2 separate regions of the Gasterosteus aculeatus genome follow, and region 1 is linked to region 2. A link is a contact called in public Hi-C data. All regions are on one chromosome and are shown on one strand. The core of a region is the stretch at or near the end of the contact, and the rest is flanking DNA. Distances in the headings are between cores, read along the strand shown. Region 1 holds the start of smad1 (SMAD family member 1). Region 2 holds the start of usp38 (ubiquitin specific peptidase 38).

The links. Hi-C and Micro-C count contacts between places; a contact is called where the count stands out from the background.
Region 1: a contact with region 2 is called in a Hi-C map of skeletal muscle, with 2.6 times the contacts expected there. The contact joins the promoter of smad1 here to the promoter of usp38 in region 2. A contact is called at or near these places in 3 of 6 Hi-C or Micro-C datasets (skeletal muscle and whole body).

Annotation. Positions count from the first base shown.
Region 1 is chr9:16,690,858-16,695,543 of fGasAcu3.hap1.1, reverse strand. smad1 (SMAD family member 1) reads right to left here and starts at 1,991. Exons shown (of 7, transcript XM_040187246.2): 1 at 1,711-1,991.
Region 2 is chr9:16,548,439-16,553,417 of fGasAcu3.hap1.1, reverse strand. usp38 (ubiquitin specific peptidase 38) reads left to right here and starts at 2,923. Exons shown (of 12, transcript XM_040186058.2): 1 at 2,923-3,124; 2 at 3,998-4,058; 3 at 4,148-4,838. The coding sequence starts at 4,157. smarca5 (SNF2 related chromatin remodeling ATPase 5) reads right to left here and starts at 2,961. Exons shown (of 24, transcript XM_040186060.2): 1 at 1,816-2,961; 2 at 510-623; 3 at 253-419; 4 at 60-160. The coding sequence starts at 1,887.

The DNA.
Region 1 (4,686 bases), core at 742-3,241, 140 kb before region 2:
GGTAGATAGATTGGTAGGTAGGTAGATAGATAGATAGATAGATAGATAGATAGATAGATAGATAGATAGATAGATAGATAGATAGATAGATAGATAGATAGATAGATAGATAGATAGATAGATAGATAGATTGGTAGGTAGGTAGATAGATTGGTAGGTAGATATATAGATAGGTAGGTAGGTACGTTGATAGATAGATAGATAGATTGGTAGGTAGGTAGATGGATTGGTAGGTAGGTAGATAGATTGGTAGGTAGATATATAGATAGGTAGGTAGGTACGTTGATAGATAGATAGGTAGGTAGGTACGTTGATAGATAGATAGGTAGATGGATTGGTAGGTAGGTAGATGGATAGTAATAAAACCTTTCTTACAATCCTGTCTGCATTGCCATTTACTGAAGAGGAACCCCATACCCCCTAACCATGTCATTTCAATCCTGTACGAAAACCATTTGTTTAATTTTAAAACTGAATGTAAAGCTGCATACGCTGAAAATGGAGGAAAGATTAAAACAAATAAATACAAAACAACTGTTTGAAGTAAATCATGGACAAGGACAAATTCCTGTCCTTTGGGTAATCTGATATGTCATCTTCAATAATGTCAGGAGATCGAGCTTTAGCTGCTGTGGGTCTCGCTCTCTCTCTCTCTCCCTCCTCTTTCGCTGTCTCACATGTACACAAATTATTAAACATATTGACAACTAAAACCAGAAACATGCTGTGCAGCACACTGGTGCATCAGTTGGATACGCCTCAGTATCAGTCAAACAACAGTAAAATGATGATAACTTTTATTAAAATTCACAATGCAAAGGCATGGCATGTGTGCTTTCCTCTTCATCACACTGGTTTAGTGACATCAACGCATGATTACTTAACAAGTGTATGATGCAAAAAGACCACATATGAAGCCACAGGCTTACTGCCACACCGCTTTATAGTAAGAAGCTGAATGGTTAATCGCTCAGTCCTTTAAGAAATATTTCAAGGACAACTAACATAATAACATTTGTCAGAAGGCAAAATATTCTCTGAAAATATGAGAATTTGCAGTTTATCTTGGCAGGATATCAACGTAAAATGAAAATCTTGACTGGATCTTGACAATTTGAAGTGATTTCACGGGGCATCAGGAAATTGTGATGAGAATTTCACAGAATAATCTGACATTTCATTGACCATGTGACTCATTAATAGTATGACACATCCAGTAGCTTCATGAAGCCACTGGCCCCATAGACCATGTGTTTAATCCACACTTTCATCCTTATTCCCTGCTGGATGACCATTAGTGTACCAGGACAAAGGATTGTCCCCGCATTTGTAATGTTTTAGTGTCCAGAAGCAGAACTTCTGCAATAATACCCCCACCCCTCCCTTCAAAAAAAAAAGAAAAGAAAAAATGTTTCCTGTAATATTCAGCAAGCTCGCCTGAATCAGAACATTACTACTCACGTTACTTCTGTATCAAACCACGGATGTTCTCAACACGCAACAATTAGCGGCATGAAAATGTGGCCCACTTTGCAGCCCTCGTCTGTTAATGACTTTAAGGGGGAAAAGTTTGAAGCTGCCAAATGACACACTGAAGAGTCGATTGGGATCTATTTCCCTCTACGAAGAGGAGCGCGCGCGCACCGCAGCAGGTGAAAATACACATGAAGAAACTTCTCATTTAGAAGAAAGAAAAAAAGTTTACAGTACCTTTACTTCATTTGCTGCCTTCTCTCACCCTCTCTCTTTCTCTCGCCCAGCGTCTCCCCCCGAGCTCTCTCTCTCTCTCTCTCGCTCTGTCTCTCTCTCTCTCTCTCGCTCGCTCGCTCGGGCTCGTCTTGGCTCGGCTCGGCCCTGGCGTCAGTCAGTCGCGGAGCCCTCTCACCCTCCGCTGAGCGCCAGTATCCCGCCGCGGGGAGCGCGCAGCTCCGACAACAACAAGACCTACTTTTCACACATCCAACGTCTCCATTCAACTGTGTGGAAATGCGTTACGTAACTTAACTCCGAAACAAAAGAGGAGGGGTCTGTGCCTCGCTGCATACGAAGAGCTTCTCGTCACCGGAGAGCTGCACTTTTTTGGTGAAAAAAAGCAAAGGTGGTGAAATGTTGCTCGTCTGATGCGGTTTAGAGATATTGGAAAGCAAAAAAAAGGGGGGGAGGGCTCTTCACTTCGCAGGCTCCAAGAACATTCCTGCAAAATATAGGATAGATGCATGATTTTGCTTTTCTCCCCATTTATTGCCTGCAGTTGCACAATAAGGATGACCGGTCCATGCAGAAGCATGATAGTTCATTATTTCCCTATCTGTTTCTACTTTGTCCTTGCTCACCAAACTCGGCTGGTGATCCCTAGCAGAAGTTTTAACTCTTTGGTTTATCTTTTGTGAACTTTTGAACTGCACCTTAAGTTAAGCCTGCCTCTCAGCTCCCGTCTTGCTTTATGATATACACTATTTATGTTGTCAGGAGATCTAAAGTGTACAAAAAGCACGGGTGGGGGGCATGCTTACACATGCCATCATCTCAACTTTTCACCTCAAGACAGCAATGCACACACAACCAGCCCAGTCTTGATACAGGATGCTAACACTGGCGAGTCGGAAGAGGGTTGAATTTTGCAATATCAAGAATGAAACTGTTCCATCTCATTAATATTGCATGGTAATGTGTGCAAATAGCCTTTGGGCAGGGGTGCAGCAGCAGAGGACACGGAATCAATTTGGGTACGTGTGCTAAATGAGTCCACGCATGCAAATGAGTGCATGAGAGATAATGCGTCACATTTAGAGAAACTTTTTTGATGACATCATATTTTCTCTGATCAAGGAAGAGATGAAGAAGGGAATTCCCAGTCACACAATTATTTTATATCAAAAAAAGAAAAATGCACTCTTTCATACAACGAAAAGTTCAAATGAATGAAAAGTACAATACCGTCTAAGAAAAATAATTATACTATTGATTTGATTGAATAGTAAAATACATCAGATTATCAATGTGCTCAGTCGTAACTTAATTCAAAAATATTTGACTTGTTTTTCGTTATTGCAGTTTGCGTTAATCGAGTTCAGAGTCGCCGCGGTGAGGAGGGACTAGATTATCACGGAGACAGGCGGAGGGAAACGTTCAGAGCGGAGGAGGCTTCTGGGGTCGGTGACGTCACGGCGCTGGCGACAGAATGTCTGAGTGAGGCGGGAGCGAGCGGCACGTGAATAAATCTGGGAAAACAGTGCGAGGAGGGGGGAGGGAGGGAGGGAATGATGAGAAGGAATAGAAGAAGGCTCCCCGATTTTTTTTTTCTTCTTTTAGTCCAAGAGTTCCCTGCAGACACACGCAGGCAGACACGCGCACACTCATATACACACGCGCGCACACACACACACAAACAAAAGGTTACTGTACATTCATCACACCACAGACACGCGCATGCCGGATACTTCTAAGGAAGAGGTGGTTTATTTAGACTCTTATCTATCTTCATAACATGCTATCTCATCTCAACTGTGCATTCGACTGCTGATATTGTCATAAATGTTTACTTTGATATTTGTCACCCATCTGGGTTCAAACTCAGTATTTTTGAGCAGTGGAAAAAAGTGATGAAGTACTAAGTAGCCTGAGAGCACGTTAGAGATACTTGTACATTAGGTATTTCCATGTTATGCTAATTTGACTTCCCCTTGCTATATCTAAGAGGGAACACCTATTGTTATGTTATGGACAATTTTACATACTGTACACCCATACAGATAAAGGCAGCAATTCCGCAATGTGGAAATACTCGATTATCAGAATATATATACTTTCTAATGTTTAAATAAATGATAATTAATTAATGGTTTAAGTATGTTGGATGTACATTTGTATCTATCTCAAGATCCAACTGTTTTAAAGCCAAGTGTTGTGCGTACATATATTTGCATATTTTACTTTATTTATGTACTTGTTTTTGTTGCATCAGGGCTGGCGACGCCACCCAAACAGTCCCAAACAGACAACTTGTCCCTCGTACCAATAATCGTTATGACAGACACTTTTCATTCACATTTGAGAATAAATTTAGCTCTAATAGGAAAACCCAACCTGTCTTTGATACACCACTGAATGCGGCAGCGATTGAGATGACAGTCCCCTTTGTTAAGCCATCACACAGCGGGACATCATGGAGAGGAGAAAAGGCCAACTGGGGGGGGGGGGGGGGGGGGGGGGGGTCAGCCTCCTTCCTATCTCACGTTGTGGTACATGTCACCCTGAGGTAACCCACAGCTGAAAGAGACACAGTGAGCAGCCTATGAATCCAAACCAAACGGCAAGACACAGGAGACGTAATGAGTCTCAGGCTGCGACCGAATTTAAAGATGACACGAGTAGCGACAGTAACAGTCATTTCTGACTATACCTCGGTAAGTAATGCTTTTATTTTGGTCAGATGATCCTCACTTACTGACTGTAACATCAGTGGGAATGTTAACAATTAACCAGGGTGTTAGTTAAACAGTTAGAAGAAACGTTCAAAACCAAAAAAGTGAGGAACATTGAGGAGGTGTAGCTTTTCACATATTTTAGAGAGAGAGAAGGCCGACATCTCTACGACCGATATTTTCCAAAACTAGGCAACTCGTACTAAAACAATCTAGATTGCGAAAAAGCACCATAAGTAGGATTTAATATACTTCTTTTTTC
Region 2 (4,979 bases), core at 1,674-4,173:
AAGATACATTTGCAACGCTCCTCACTTTAAACCAAATATTAATTCAGGCATTGGCTTACAGGACGGGGAGTTATCGAAGCGAGTGCAAACGTTAGTGGTCTTGGTGCTCTCGCTCAGAAGCTCTTCATCCTCCTCTTGTTCTGTGCGCCGATGCCGGTTGCTGTTAAAGCACAGAAAATAAGCAATGACTCATGGATCGCAATGGGAGTGACCTGCCTCAAGTGAAACAAATACGTGCGCACGCGTACTCACTCTCCGACAGACAGCAGGTTCTGCTTCTCATCGTTCTTGACCCGAGGGCGTCCCGGCTTCATCTTCAAAGGGGAGGTGGGGGTCTTCTGTGCCGCCGGTTGGATGAAATGCGCAAACAGCTCCGTTTGCTTCAACAGGTACTCAAATCTGTTGGTCCGGTCAGTAAGCTGGATACACAGGAAGACATTCTTGTTAACATATCCAACAACAGTGGTGAGCCGGGTAGTAAAGAGGTAAACAGTAAAAAGGTTCCTTACCACTTTCTCCTCATAACCCGGAGCAAAATCCTTTGTGGACGACGAAGCATCTTGTCCATCGGCCCCTGCTTCCGAAGAGGACTCCTTTCCAGTCTCTGAAGAATCGGACTTCTCCTGAGAAGGAAAACGGTAAACATTCTGGTTTACTGGAAATCCTCCAAACAACAACAACAGACAGAAACAGATAAGACAAACTGTACACCACTCCTTCCCCTGTGGTCTGTGAAGAAGGACTACTTCAAGGTCTTTGGTTCTCGCTGTTTTTGCCATTGCTCAGAGGGTCCGAGCCTGGACTGAGGGTCTCGCACAAATAGCTCAACCTGGTGAACTGTGCGGCCTTTCAATGAGGCACATTTCAGTTCACTTTCGGTGCTGCGAAACACCCCTATTTGCCAAGACGAGATCCTTTTACCAATCAAATTTTGAAGAGCAACTTTTTGTGTCTAATGTATTATGGTTCCTTATTTGTCCAAACATTTCTCCCAATAGATACTGCGTATACTATTACTGCTAAACATCCCCATGCTCGAAAACACTTATTGTAAGTCGCTTTGGATAAAAGCGTCAGCTAAATGAATGTAAATATAAGGTTTAGCGCCCCTGGCTGTTATTTATAGTGTATTTAAGCATGATAGGTGTTCATAATGTACTGTGGAACTCAACGTATTTAAACAATGCGTCAGCTCCAGTACTCTTGATTGCTGAGAGACGCAGTTTACTTGTGCATGGTTAACACGGTTTGTGACTAGACTTCCATCAACACAGCTGAGCGGAAGGCAGCGTGCGGGCTTACAGCATCCCATCGGTTACAAAAGGCTTTGCTGTCCTGCTGAAAACAAAGACGCGGTCAGAACAGCCGAGCGGGAGGCTGCTCGTTCTCGATCAACTTAAAAAAAAAAAAGCAGCTCGCTGTGTGAATCTGAACTGGGAGTAAATCTTAACGTCATAATCGACGGGTTGCTAGCGGGGCTGTGCTAGTAGCGAGAGCGTTTTTGTGAACCCGTCTGGCCTTGTTGCTGCTCGGCTGCTGTAACGTTAGCTTCACGTCCCGGGTGAATGGGACCGAGCTGTTGTTGTCGCGAGCTAACCGCAGCGGCGCGCGGCTAGCAAAGGCCAGTTAGCTTTAGCTCAAGCAGTCGGCGGTACGGTTGACTAACGAGTCAAAGTCATAACAGCCTTATTTGAATAACAAACGGGCAAAGACACGCTTTGGTTTCAGAGCTGTGGTGCCTTGATTGTGAAAGAACTTGCGCTTTGCTGAGAGAAGACAATAACGTGATCGTTGCCCGTTCTAAAATCATCTTACCTCCGCTCCTACGGCTTCTTCAACTTCAGGCTGCTCTTCCCGCTGCTCGACGCAGCTTAGGATTTCAGACATATTGGTCGAATTTCCACTTCGATTATGGAGTATCCTATTTTGTGCCTTAAACGAGACGTTGACAATTCCGCTAACTTCTTCGCCGTTAGAGAGAACTATTCTGTTGTTTATATGAAAGACGCACCGGTTGGTCGCAGCGCCAGCACGTTCCCGCTAGCAAGATTTTAGTCTGGCACCCGCGTTCACGCAGCGCTCGCGGCTTCTGCGCTATCGCGAGATTTGGTTTTGATTCAATTTTATTTCCGGAAACATAAACAAAACATAAACACCAACAAAACTAAATACACCAAAGTATATATATATATATATATATATATATTGTGGAAATGTTTGAAAAAAAAACAATACAGTGTCACTCTGTGCTGTGTTGCATTTAGTGGCAGTTGTCTTTTGTTTTGGCTCAGATGATTTCTCGTCCTGTGTTTTTCCGTTTACCGTTTGCTTAACAGTGAAACATATTAGTGAAATATATATAATACATCAAAAATAAATGTATTATCCTCGATTCACACTCAATGGGGGGACTCAATTTTTGTACCTTCATGAAAACATCAAACTAATTGTTTTGAAGCAGGATCTTATGTGCTTGACTACATAAATACTTTTTCAAATACAGGCCTACTTACTCACTTACCGTACATTTGTCCTATTTTCGAGTTCTAAATAATGTCTCATACTGTTGTACTGTGTTTATTGCTATGTATTAATTACCAAGGCCACATCCTCGTAGTTGCCAATAAACCCTTTCTAAATTGTGACTGTTAGGCTTTTAAGAAAAAGGCCGTAATGATGTTAGCTTACATGGAAGATAACAACAATAAATGTTGCAGCATTCATTTAAAATGCAAGTAATTTTTTTCCACTTCATCCAAGTTCGTCTTTCAAAGTGGAGGTGGCTGTTTGACGGCAGCATGTCAACTGTTCAATGGGGTTACATATCATATAATAATATAATATCACAAGAAATGTGCAAATCATGTTTACGGGGAACCACTTTGTGATTGTTGCTATCAAAATTCACCGACTTTTTTACAGGCAGTGTTAAGACAAAAATGACTTCACACAGGGGTCCTGCTAACGTCTCTGTCCACGGGAATGACGTCGATGGAAGGGTAATCAGCTGATTCTAAGCGATCAAATGAAGCAAAATAATATAGTTTCATCAGTCAAGAGTCGGTTAACAGCCACCGACAACTGAAGATATTTGGTTCGGACATTGTTGACATGCTTTATCTGGGTAAGCGTAGATGGTTACGATTCTGTATCGCGAAAATACACGACCGTATTTATGCTAAGTCAGAGGAACCTAACGTTACCCAGCGAACGTGTAGGCCTGTTGGGTTGCTTTGTTCGTTTTTCTGTGTTGTTGTCGAAGGATTTTAGAAAATAACTGTTGCGTACGAGCGGCAGAACGAACCCTAGTAGTTTACCTGTAACTATCAGAGCCGCATTTGAGCTGCCGGGCGCCAAGAAACGACCGTTGTCGTTACAGCTAGCGTTAGCAAGCTAGCCGCCTGTAGCCGCAGGAGGAGCACCAACAGCCCGCTGTCGCTGCGCTCCCGACGCGGCGAGAAAACACCAGATGTGAAGTTATTTTATGTTGCTTCAACGTTTAATGGCTTCTGTGTTACGTCGGGTAGCTAAAGGCTTATGTAATGCGAACGTAACAAAATAAAGGTAAAATACAGAAAAAAATATGATCAATAATTTGGATATTGATTACATAGAAATGACTAATATTTATATATTTTTTTCCTTTTCAAAGTTGTTGTAATTAGATGTCAAAACAAAAGAAATCTACAACAAGCTCTAAGATCATTTGATTGTCAAATGTAAAGTGTACAAGCATCCCAGTAAAGTGTACAAGCTCTTGTTTCAGTTGCGACATACAGCCTGTGCCCTCAATGAATGCGGGCATGCGTGGACTAGACCGCTAGAAAGGACCCCATGCGTTTATTGCCTTTTTGTCACAACAGACATAATAATACCAATCCATAATCGCTGTAAGTTAGCCTCCATTCACAACACCAGGACTCTCAAACTGAAGCAGCCAGACGGAACTCAGCCATTGTTCATTTTTGTTTTTTTCTACATCTGTCCTTTTATGCAGGGTCATATGAAAATATTCCCTGTGAAAGAAAGCCCATCTTGGATTGGACAGGACTCTTCTGGTATGTAAAGTCAGAAGAACAATAGTCCTTAAACTGCGATATTACATTTGTATGCGTCACCTAATTATTTCCTCATTTGCCTTCTGCAGATTGTCACCATGGACAAGATTTTGGAGGGCCTTGTGAGCTCGGATCACTCTGTTCCGGTGAAGCGGGCCATTGTGAAGAAGGTAGTGGAAGCAGCGGAGAAAGAAGTGACGGAGGAGCAGTGTCAGGCATTGTTTACCCTTACCACCCGCCTCATCTTGCTTGGTGAAGATGCGTTTCAGAAGCAGATCGGCTTCCAGGTTTTGGAAGCCTACGCCCGTTACCACCGGCCAGATTTCGAGCGCTTCTTCAGTAAAGACTTTGTCCTTGGCCTCCTCCAGCAGGGCTACGGCCAGCTGGACCGCAAAGACCCGGCCACAATAGACTACATTCACTGCTGCCTGCGGCTGCTCATCAGCTGCCCCTCTGTGCTTGAGATCTTCAGCGTGATTCAGGTGGAGGTTTTAAGGATGGTGTGTGAACGCCCAGAGCCAGCTCTTTGTGCCCACCTGAGCACCGTGCTGTCAGACTTTGTGCAGTGCATCCCAAGGGACAAGTCGGGTGTTTTGTTCTGTCAGCAGCTAGTGAGGACCATCAGCTACTTCCACTGCTTTGCCAGCCAAGAACGGGAGCTGAGAGAGTATGTAGGTCAGGTGACGAAGGTCAGCACACTGCTGCAGAACATCTGGAAGGCTGATCCAGCTACACTGCTTCCCTCACTGCAGGAAGTGTTCTCAATTATCTCTTCCACAGGTAAGACTTCTTCTGTCCATCCTCTTTCTTCCTTCCAAAATCTTTTTATAATACAAAAACAACAAACTGTTGTCTGGAGAGTAGGTTTAGGAACACTTGGAAGTAGGTACAGATGTTCTTTAGAAGCTTACACTAAGAATA